Regions from separate parts of the Mus musculus genome. Here region 2 is linked to region 1. The links are chromatin contacts, called in public promoter capture Hi-C maps. All regions are on one chromosome and are shown on one strand. Each heading gives the region's core, a stretch centred on a gene start, on an enhancer-like site or on the middle of the called end of the contact. The rest is flanking DNA. Distances are from core to core; before and after follow the strand shown. Region 1 has its middle 88 kb from the start of Gm25222. Region 2 overlaps Ssr3 (signal sequence receptor, gamma).

Region 1 (5,117 bases), core at 2,370-4,869:
AGAGAGAGAGAGAGAGAGAGAGAGAGAGAGGAGGGAGGGAGGGAGGAAGGAAGGAAGGAAGGAAGGAAGGAAGGAAGGAAGGAAGGAAGGAAGGAAGGACATATAGTAGACATATAGTTCAACATAACTATTGGCAAAGAAATTTGAATTTTATACAATTTTAGCATGTCACAGATATTCTTCATAATTTCCCTTATGTTGTTTTATTTTTTAAAAAAAAAAAACCATTTTTAGCTTATGGGTCATGCAAAAACAGGTGGTATGCTGGATTTGGCCAGAGGCCTGTGGTTTGCTGACTGTGGGTCCCAAAAGCCACCCTTTCATTTGTACAAGTTATTTGTTTATTTATAGTCATTTTAAGCCTTGTTTTTAGACATATTTAAGGAGTCCAAATGCATACAATCCAAAAACATAAAAATTAATTTAAAGGAGAAAGAAAAATATCAGCCCAAGAAAGACTAAAAGTGCAGAAAGACTCAGAAAAGAGAGAGGACACACTTCAGACAGGTCAGAGGAGTTGCAAAACATTAACCTTAATCTGTCCCTAGACTTCCAACAACACCAAATCCCAAAGAGGAAGTAGAGTATTTATAGTTCCTGGAGGAGGAGATGGGCTATCTTCTCAACAGTAGCCCATGCTTGCTGATTAGAATTTTGGAGAGAGACTCCTGAGGTGCTTTGTGTGTAATGAATGACATCCTCAGCAGAGCATCCTACACCAAGCACTGTCTTGAGGGTTCTGGAACCCTTGCCTGCGGAACCCTAATGTTATTTGATGGTATCACAGCAAGTGATAGGTCAGCAGAAACAAAGGGAGTAACACCATGGGTTTAATACAAACTATATTGGTCAGTTTCACAATAGTAATCATACAAACTCAATCTCACTCTATACCTCCCCCAGACCTTCCCTCTTTCCCTCACTCCCTTTCCACATCCATCCCCTTCTTTCCAATGACAAGTCTTGTTTGGGTTTTTTAAATAAAATGCAAAATAAAAACAGTATTGATTTCTAGCCAATGGTACAATGTCTCAATAGCTTTGCACTAAAGGTAGAGAGAAGGTAATGAAGAAAGAGAAGAGACAAGTAATGCTGCTTAGATATGGGACAGATGTTGGAAATAAACTCTTCCAGTCTCTTAAAGCTGAAATCAAAGTTGGACGAGGTTGACTATTGAGTCAAGTGACATTTCCAGCCAGCAACACATTGAGGACTCGTCTCCTGCTGGTTAAGTCACAGTCCTGTGCTTGCTCATGTTTCCAATTCCTATCATACATCACAAAATCACACACACACACACACACACACACACACACACGCACACACGCACGCACGCACGCACACTCACACGCACACACACATGCACACACACAGTGCACACGCACACACTCATATACATGTACACATGCATATGCACACACAGCACCTGCAACTGTATCATTCCACTCTGTCTGCCTTTCCAGGCTCTGCCTATCTCCTGTTCCAGTCCTATTCCTCTGTACACTGACCCTCTGCTCCTTTCCCTGGATCACTGAGCCTCTGCCTCTGCTGAGTATTTCATCCAGAAGATGCATTTTCAACCCCATTGCCTAGATGATCCCAACCCTTGGGTTTTCCCTTCTCTCTCACAGCATGGGTTGATCTTTTCTTTATATAAGCTTGTCAAGTGTGTGTGTTTCTTATCAAAGTTATTCTATCTCCACCAGGACAATGAGGATTAGAGCTTTTCTATTCTATAATCCTACAAAACCTTTGGGCTTTGCAAGTTCTCATTACAAGTGTGTTCTTAACTGAGGAGCATCCATTCATAAGTTGGGGAGCATTAAAAATATTAAAGAGCAAATTGGAACATCTGATCCCCACCAGCAGTGTTCTAGCTTCCTACTAACAGTGCCCTAGCTTCCTGTCTTCTTCCATATTAGACATTAAGGTTATCTGGTTGTCTTTGCTGAATTCCATTCCCCATCTGAAAAACAGACTAAATCAACATCACAGCAGCAGGTCACATGTTACCAGAGGCTGGGTTCACTCTTAGATTTTTCTGTGGACCTAACATGGCACTTGTTCCAATGCTGATTAGTTTTGTTTAAACGTGGGGAATTTCTGTATTTATGTTTATTATTGGCAAGTAGACAAGGCCTCTCACATTAGCTGAAGTAGGACTGGGAACTCTCTGCATAGCTTCAGTTTCAAGTTCATGGTAAATAATAAGTAAGTAAGTAAGTAAATAAATCCTGCCTCCTATGTAATGGGACTATTAACTTCAATCACTGCACCTCCCTCTACTTGAAGCAATGAAAAGAAACATGTATTGGCTCCCTTTAAAAGATGGACAGAAAATAATAACACCTACAAAGTAAATCTTACACAATCCTGAGCTCACTACCATTTCTCCCCATTGGCTCATACAAATTCATTGCTTCTTCTATTGTAGTAGATCTTTAGAAAACACTCAGAAAATGCATTTTTTCTCATGTCTTCACTTAACACGTGAATTCTCATTTGATCAAATTAGAATTTGAGCTAACTTGTTCTCCAAATGGTTGTAATATGATGGTACCTATCATCAATACTGTACTCTTCCTGCCTTGAGTAATGTGCTTAGAATAAAAATATTTAAGAGGGACTAATATGGAAGTGACCCAAACTCCCAGCAGCTCAAGTTCCTCTCCTGCTAGCTTTCCCCAGTGTCAGATGGTATTGTCAGAGTGGAGACATCTTAGAGGCTGCCATCACACTGAGTCGGATAAGGGGGAACTACACAAAGTTTCTAGAAGGCAGATGGAAACAGGAAGAAGAGAGCCTTGGCCTAAAACCAAGAGGAGAGGGTAAGAAACAGGTGCTCTATATTGATAGGCAGCCCCAAGGTGAGAACATACATAGTGCTTCACACTGACTTCACACAAAGAGACAAAAGGGGGCTGAACAAGGGGAAGTTAAGTCAGGAGCACCTTACCCAGCTAAGACATTTTATCAGACATGTCCGAGTTTGAGGGTACTTGTTGGCTGTTGGTTTTCACTGCTCTCAAAATAAACCTTCAAAAGAGCAGTTTGAAGCACTTTTTTACTCTAAACACCTTTCTGAGATGGATGAGTGTTCCGTCATAATGAGAATCTAATAACCTCACACAACGATTTGCACACAGGCTCAGCCTCTCCCCCTTTCTTCTCTTATAGCCTCCTACTCTATAAAACAAAAGGAACAAACCCTTATGGGAAAATAGCATTTACACTGAGGGCTTATAGAAGGCACCAGGAAGGTAATCTGTTCTGCTTTCCATAAGATTGCAGGGCTGAGGTACTGGGGAAAAGTATTTATTTTGTATTAAAATAGAACTCACCATTGTCTTCCTTGTACCCTCATATTTCGTACATTTCTTTACATGTTCCCATGGCCTGTTCTTTCCATGGGATGCTTGGCACATTCCAACCTGCTTAAAGGAGCTATGGCCACGTCTACAAAACAATAGCCTAGAAAATACTGCCTGTGCAGGAGTCATATTAAGACACGCTGACATGATTTATTTTAGGCTGGTCTAATTTGGGTCAGTCCTGGGGCCTGTGCTGATTTCCCTGAGCCTCAGGCTGTGTCTCTCCTGCAACATTTCTGGAGGGACAGAGATGGCACTGAGATGGATGAGGCTGGGAATGTATGTGATTTAAAATCTGAATAGGCTGCTGGTAGTGGACCTGAAAGGCAGAGCAAAGTGGCCTGTTCAGTGCTGAACCACGTGCTTATTGCCTAGGGAATGGAACGGACATTCTAAAACAAATACGGCTTGGCAGTGTCACTTTAAATAAGAAATGCCCCAGAACCTGAGTATGATTGCAGCTCAGAATATTGAGAGCTGAAATTCCAATTTGTTTTGAAATTTCCACTGTGATTTTCTAGGGTAAAGGCTGCCTTGATGAAAATATCAGATTCAAAGCTTAAGAGTAAGACTGAGTTACATGAACCATATTTTCTCATGTGGAAGTTGCTCCTCTGAACACAACAGGTATTTTGGAACCTGGTTTTCTTGACAATGGAGCAACCATAGACCAAAAGATTGTTTCCACTGCCTCCCCTACCAAACACTTCTGAATTTCCCTTCAGTGCTTGTGGATGTCAGTAGGGTGTGCTATTTCACAAAGAAAAGGAAGCTTTTTCATTCCTTGTAATGAAGCTAGCAGGCTGCTTTTCATCAGAATCAATAGCGTTACCTGATTGTGTCAACAGGACATTTTTCATAGTGAGAAAAAAAAAGCTAACATTATGTCTGGCATCCTCTTGGAAGCCCAGTTGCCGTAGCAGATTTATTGTAGCCTAACCCAGTTAGAAGTTTTATTATTTTAATTTTAATTTTTAAGATTTTTGATTCTAGGGAATTTCATACACATAAACAATACAATAATATCATATCTACTCTCTGAATTTCTATCTTTCAACTCCTTCTATATTTCCTTCAACATGTCCCCTCCCAAACTCATCTCCCTCCCCCCACCTTTTTTCCCTTTGTCTACTACTCTCTGGATCCAATTAGTGCTACACATATGGACATGCATATGGAGCCATGCACTGGATCATGAAACACCTTCTTAGTTGTAAAAACAAAACAAAAGAAAACACAAAATACAGAACATAAAACACAGCTCATAAAAGAATGGTTTTGCCCCTCTGAGCAGCTATGGACGAACAGTGGCTTCTCAGTAAGAAGTAAGGTGTTGAGAGCTCCTCCTCCAGCTAAGCTGGGGTTTGGTTGGCTTGCTCTTATGCAGGTCTTGTGCAGACAACCTTGGCTGCCGTGAGTTCATGAGTACAATAGCATGGGCAGAAACCTTTCCCAGCACTCTTCCCCAACCTCTGTCTTTCCCATTCTTTCTGCCTTCTCTTCCACAATGTTCTTTGAGTGTTGGCAGGAACAGGGGCTAATAGAGATATCCCATTCAGATTAAACATCCCATCTCTTATTTTCAGTGCTTTCACAAATTATGCATCTCTTCATAGACCACTATTCTCTGCAACAAGAAGCGTCTCTGTCCAGTCTGAAAATGGCACAGGTTTATAAGTGTAACTATACATATTTAGAAGACAATTTGAGAGCATTGCCATTTGGCAAAATAACAACTGCTGATTC
Region 2 (5,560 bases), core at 2,233-4,732, 400 kb after region 1:
TAGATACATAATGCTGATTTATAAAAAGGTCACAATGTTATGGAAACAGCTTTAAATAAAATGTTAAGTGTTCATTTTTTACTTTCTATTAAAGCCTACATTTACTTTCAATTGCTTGTAGGCACAACTTCTGTTGAGGCTAAATATTTGACTTTAAAAATACATACATGTTCAGTTTTGTAATTAAACCTATAAATACCCAGAAAGGCAAGTGTTCAATTTACCATTGGGACATTATCATATAATGCTTGGAATTTTCTGAAGTTATTAACATGAAAACAAATCATAGGCGATGTTAAGAAAAAGACAAAAAAACATTTTTTTTCTCATTCCTCGGCACATGCTAGATGACTTAACTTGCCCAAAGAAAAAGCAAAATATTCAAGAAGCTCCTGGTTCGAATTGTATCACACCCTACACCATATGCATGAAAGCTCTTTGCATGGAATAAAGGGGCCTAGCTTTGCACTCAGAATCTGAGATACACTTAGCTCTGCCTCTACGGGCTAATTCCCCTCACTGTATCCCACTTGAGAAAAACTGTAAAACTATATATACTGTGTGGCTATCTGTAAATACGGATAAGACACAAGGGGTTTTTGTTGTTGTTTTGTTTTCTGTAAAGGTGGGGTCATTTTCTAACTCTTATTTGTCTAACTATAGATGGGCAACATTCTACTTCATCTAGTTAGCAAGTTCTCCATCACTTTAAGATTTACACAAGAAATATACGAACTTAAAATCATTTTCGGATATGTACCACATGGTTAAGTTCTAAATCTTAAACTATCAGTGAAAGATACCAAGAAATATGATTGTGACTACCTAGCTAGCCTCCAGCAGGCAACTTGGGAGTTTCACCCGTGAATATCTGAATAATGATAGAGATGAGCTAACTTTCCATCTATTCACTGTAAATGTAATCCACTGAACTACTGTACGTATAAATGAGTGGAGTGCTGTCTAAATAAAAATCAATTTATTTGCTTAGAGTAATAAAGGCATCTGCAATCTCATAATACATCTTTTGGGTCTTTCATTATAAAATACAAATAAAATGTCACCATGAAATAAACAATAATCCCCTAAATAAATTATACTGAAAGCTATACTACACTGAATGCTTAAGAGAAGTCACAGTGACTAAAAACAGGCTGAAACAAGGAACTCCCGTCTCTGAGGAAACAGAATGCACAGGATCCAGAGTTCAGATATGTTAGACACTCTCTCAACCACCACCATCCCAACAAAAAAGAAAAAAAGACCGAGATTTGTGCTGCAAGCTTTGCGTGCTGGCACACACCTGTAATCATAGCACTTGAGAAACTGGGGGGATGGGTTTTAAGTTTGTGGCCAGCTTGGACTGCACTTACAAGAAAACTAAAAAATGTTTTGCAAACTCCTTTCCTTTCAGTGGATTTTGGAAAACTGCACACTAAAGTTGAAGGTTCTCAAACCCTCTTGAAAGCAGCTGCAAATTTAAACCAAACATGGGCAACACTAGTTAGCTGTGGAAGCAGCCAATTTGGACATATCTACCAAGGTAAACTGAGTAATGCATTTCAGTTTTACCCTTATGAAGAAAAGCTTCATTTACTAATTTCCTCTTCAAAACTCCATGGCAAAAAACTAGTCATACTGGTCTCAAGCAAGACAAATACAAACTACAAACTCTGGGCCTGGATTCCTACTTCAGGAACTGATAGAAACATCATAGACTGCCAAATATCATTCAAGCACACAGCAACAGCACTGCTTCAAGGAACCTAAGTGGCAAAGCCACTACTTGCATAACAAGGAACTCAGGTCAGGACAGATAAAGAAACTGACCCAAACTGCTAGTTCATTACAACCCATAGTCCCTGTATGCTAGCCCACAGCTCTTTAAAGACTTTTTTCTTTATAGGGCTGTTTTTACACTCAATTATATGAGGGTTTTTTTGTTGTTGTTGTTGTTGTTGTTGTTTTTAGAGACAACCTACTCCACGAAATAGTCTCTGATCTTCATGTATACATGATGACACACTTGCCCTGCTACCCCAATTTTCTCTACCTCAGCTATTGTGCATGTGTCCGAGTATCTACCCGCACAATAATATAAAATTAAAATTAAATAAAATGAAAGACCCGCCCAATCTCCTATTAACTACCCTAAGACTTCAAAATAGGTGGGAAATAAACGATATGCTGGTATTCTTCATACATGCACACGTGTACATTCATACAAATCCTTCCTAACATAATGCCTGGTAGGAAGGCCCAGCAGGCACACAGCAGCACACTAGGGCAGGGACGGACTGTTCCTTCCTGTAACTGTGCTACGCCTGTCACTGTCTCAGACATCTGGCCAGAGACTTCAACAGGGCACTTACACGTGTAGGAAAGAGGTCTAATATAAAGTGTGTAATAAATACTCTTATGGTTCACATAAAGAATTACAGAAAAACAAAACACATTTTTAAAAACAAAGTTTAATCATACTTATTAATAACAAGACTTTTTTTAAAATGCAGAGTATAAATTCCACTTCCATCATTTCAGTTAACTTCAAATTATCCTTTCCAAATTAAAACAATATATCAAACAGTACAAGTTGTATATTTAATCCAAGACTTCTATTAAGTTATAAATGAGTAAATCGTGAAATAAAAATTCTTAACACTAAGAGTCTACCTATCACACATATGAGAAAGGAAAGAATGTGAGCACTCTGAATGTCCTATTTTACTGGTGTGATGTATGGGGTCTTTTTATGGTACAAACTCTGCCTGCCACAGATTTCACTGTCTTACTGAACACTTCGTAATCCTATGTGCAATGTTCAATGGTGGAGAAGAGGCTAGAGAGGAGGGGCCACACTTCTAAGTACAAAGGGCTGATACACTGGCTGCATGACTTCACACACAGAAATGTGGTAGCACAGAGTTAGAGAACATGTTCAGAGTTAAAAACAAAGACAGTCGCAGGAAACAGTCAAGACAGAAGAAAACTGCATAATCACTCTCCCAACAAACTTTTGGTTACTACTTAAAATTAAAAATTTGAGGCTGACATCCCGATTTCTTGAGCTTCTGACCATACTGTCAGATAAAGATAAAGGTGGTGACTTTCTCCCCAGCTACACAGGCACCGCCACCTAGTGGCAAGTTCACAGCAGTCACTTAGAAGGAGTTTGGTTTAGCTTTGGTAACATGATGGTTTATCAAATTATCATTTTACCAGCCAAATACTGATTAAAATAAAACAACAAAACAGCCTACCTCATATGTGTTACTGAAATGTACTTTGCTTTGAATCCCTTCTCATTTCCCCATTCATTCCACATTACCTGGAAATGACACTCAGGTAACAATGTATCACTGAAAAGAACTGAACACTTGGAGATAAAATGATTCTCCAGGCAGACAGTAAGGAGTAACATGACTATACAAGTGCACTCCTCTTGAGTTCCCTAAGTAGCACAGACCACAGAAACATCTACCAGCACAGAAACAGCTCTACTCCTTGTAAATATCTTTAAAGTTAAAAATAGAGTCATATGTTCCTCTTAAGTTTACAAGCAGAAACTAGATATTAGTAATATTTCCCTTTACAGAAAGTTCTTGGGTGTGGTGAACGGCAAATAGGAATATGAAATCAGTGATCATAGTGCTGCACTTTGCAAACTGTGAAGTCATTGCATACAAAATCAGAATCTGTACATAATGAGTGGGGAAAAGACATGGGGGGGTGGGGGTTATGACCACACAACATGAGGCTACTCTTTGCTAGACCCCCCCAAAAATGTATGTGATCAGCACTTCACAATTAAAAGGAACCTTGAGCAAACGGGGCTAAGTTTATTAAAGTCCTCATGGAAAAATGCTGACAACCATTTTAAACCACTGTAAATTCTTTGGAGAGCCCAAAGAATTCCAGGGTTACGTTCACAAAAATTCTTTTGGTCTCTCATGTGTCAATAATCACAGTAGAAATACTCTCTCACTTAATATTCTGCCTGTGGTGCGAAAGCCTGGTCATAGACACAATGATCCCAGTGACTTCGCACATCAAACCAACATGGCAGGGTCAAGCTGACCTCCCGGCCACCCAGGGCCAAAGCCATACAGCTGAACAGTGTGTGCTTTGGCCTCACAGGCCAACACTCATAGGCCTGGGTACTATTTTTAGGTAACTACCTTGGCTGCCTTTCTTTTAAAAAAAAAAAAAAAAAGATTCTGCAAGTTTCCCTCCCTCAAATTGGAGAGGCCCTGTAATTTACAATTAACTTTGAGTTATTATAAATTACAAATTTGAAGCCTTGTTAAAAAGAAAATGAGGCTTCTGTTTAATTCCTTAGGAAGAGGATTCACTCTAAGATTTACAGTTCGAAAAGTTGTAATATTGTGCTTGGAACACAGAGAACCAGTTATTAACTTCTTCCTCCTATTATAAATAATAACAGCTCAGTCCAGGTTACCATGACCTCTGACAGATGTAGGAAACAAGTTATTTTCTCCTCGTGATTACAGCACATTGCAAGACTCCTTGCCTTTTAATAAAATGCCCTGGTACTCTGAGTTTCCCTTTCAATTCATTTAATTTCAGCAATCTGTCAAAAACAGCCAATAAACAAACACTGAATTACATTCTACTGCATTTTTAAACCCTGAAGCTCCAGACTATAAAAACAACTTATGTGTCTCCCAACCTGGCCACCCTGATGCTTTCCCATATACCACAGGCCACCCCGAGATACAAAGGCAGAGGGCCAAGCTACATGGTCTATTTGGAGCCAGTAGACAAGAGGGCGATGAGTCCAGATGAAGCACTTATGGACAAAATGTAGTTTCTGTAAGATTTAATGTTAAGGAAAAAAAATGAGACCCCCTAAATTAGGTTTTTAACAATAAGACTTTTCCTTATTGACACAAATATGTAGATGTAGTTGGACTGTCAGTAAACACAATCTACAGCATGGGAGGCTATAAACATGACAAAATACCTACAAGCAATATGCTTCAATACTGAAAAGACACTTGGGACAAACTTAAAACAAATAATAACAAAGAACACATCCTAGTTCCATGTAACCCTCATGGAAGAACTGGTCAAAGAGCATGCAGACAAGCAAAATAGTAAAGGGGAAACCTCTAGTCAATCAGCGTGCTGCTACCAGTCAGCCTATAAGGCAAGGAGGTTCTGAAGGTTCCTGGCTACTTAGAGACTGAGCAAACCATGTTGGGGGCACTCTGGCAAGGTCCACCAGTATTCCCAAAAGATGAGTTGGAAAGTGTCTGATATTTCATTACACCATAAGCTCTGATTATTAAAAAGTCTGGCTGTGCTTTTCTGGATAATACCTTTGATAAAAAAAAATTACTTTAATAAAAAAACAAATAACTCTTGGCCAAAGTTCAATTTAAAAGCATCTTGAACACTATGAAGATATTATAAACTGTGCATTTGTAACTACCCTGACTATCACCTAACCCCCAAAGCCAGCATAAATGACAGAACCAGTGAAGACAGCACATTTACTCTGACTTTGACTCCTTGTAGACAGGAAGGTAGACGAAGT

The links. Capture Hi-C pulls out chosen DNA fragments and counts their contacts.
Region 2: a promoter capture Hi-C map of adipose tissue shows a contact between it and region 1, with 4 times the contacts expected there. The contact joins two enhancer-like sites. A contact is called at or near these places in 6 of 39 promoter capture datasets (the 3T3-L1 cell line, 3T3-L1-derived adipocytes, cranial neural crest and 2 more), 1 of 15 datasets of contacts at CTCF or cohesin (hippocampal excitatory neurons), 8 of 484 Hi-C or Micro-C datasets (3T3-L1-derived adipocytes, the AML12 cell line, the HPC-7 cell line and 5 more), 4 of 115 datasets of contacts at active chromatin or transcription factors (astrocytes, bone marrow-derived macrophages, fibro-adipogenic progenitors and 1 more) and 1 of 9 other capture datasets (adipose tissue).

What each region holds. Positions count from the first base shown.
Region 1 is chr3:64,980,437-64,985,553 of GRCm38.p6, forward strand. It overlaps a transcript of Kcnab1 not described here. Among named protein-coding and RNA genes, the nearest start is that of Gm25222, 88 kb to the left of the region's middle. Within about 2 kb of position 3,620, at least 8 of the 459 cell types and tissues checked have an H3K27ac peak or open chromatin away from gene starts, as enhancers often do. A contact at or near this core is called in adipose tissue, where this site is marked.
Region 2 is chr3:65,377,204-65,382,763 of GRCm38.p6, forward strand. Ssr3 (signal sequence receptor, gamma) reads right to left here. Exons shown (of 5, transcript NM_026155.3): 5 at 2,454-4,831. The coding sequence ends at 4,765. It overlaps Kcnab1 (potassium voltage-gated channel, shaker-related subfamily, beta member 1), which reads left to right. Exons shown (of 14, transcript NM_010597.5): 14 at 1-1,022. Among named protein-coding and RNA genes, the nearest start is that of Ssr3, 13 kb to the right of the region's middle. Within about 2 kb of position 3,483, at least 23 of the 459 cell types and tissues checked have an H3K27ac peak or open chromatin away from gene starts, as enhancers often do. A contact at or near this core is called in adipose tissue, where this site is marked.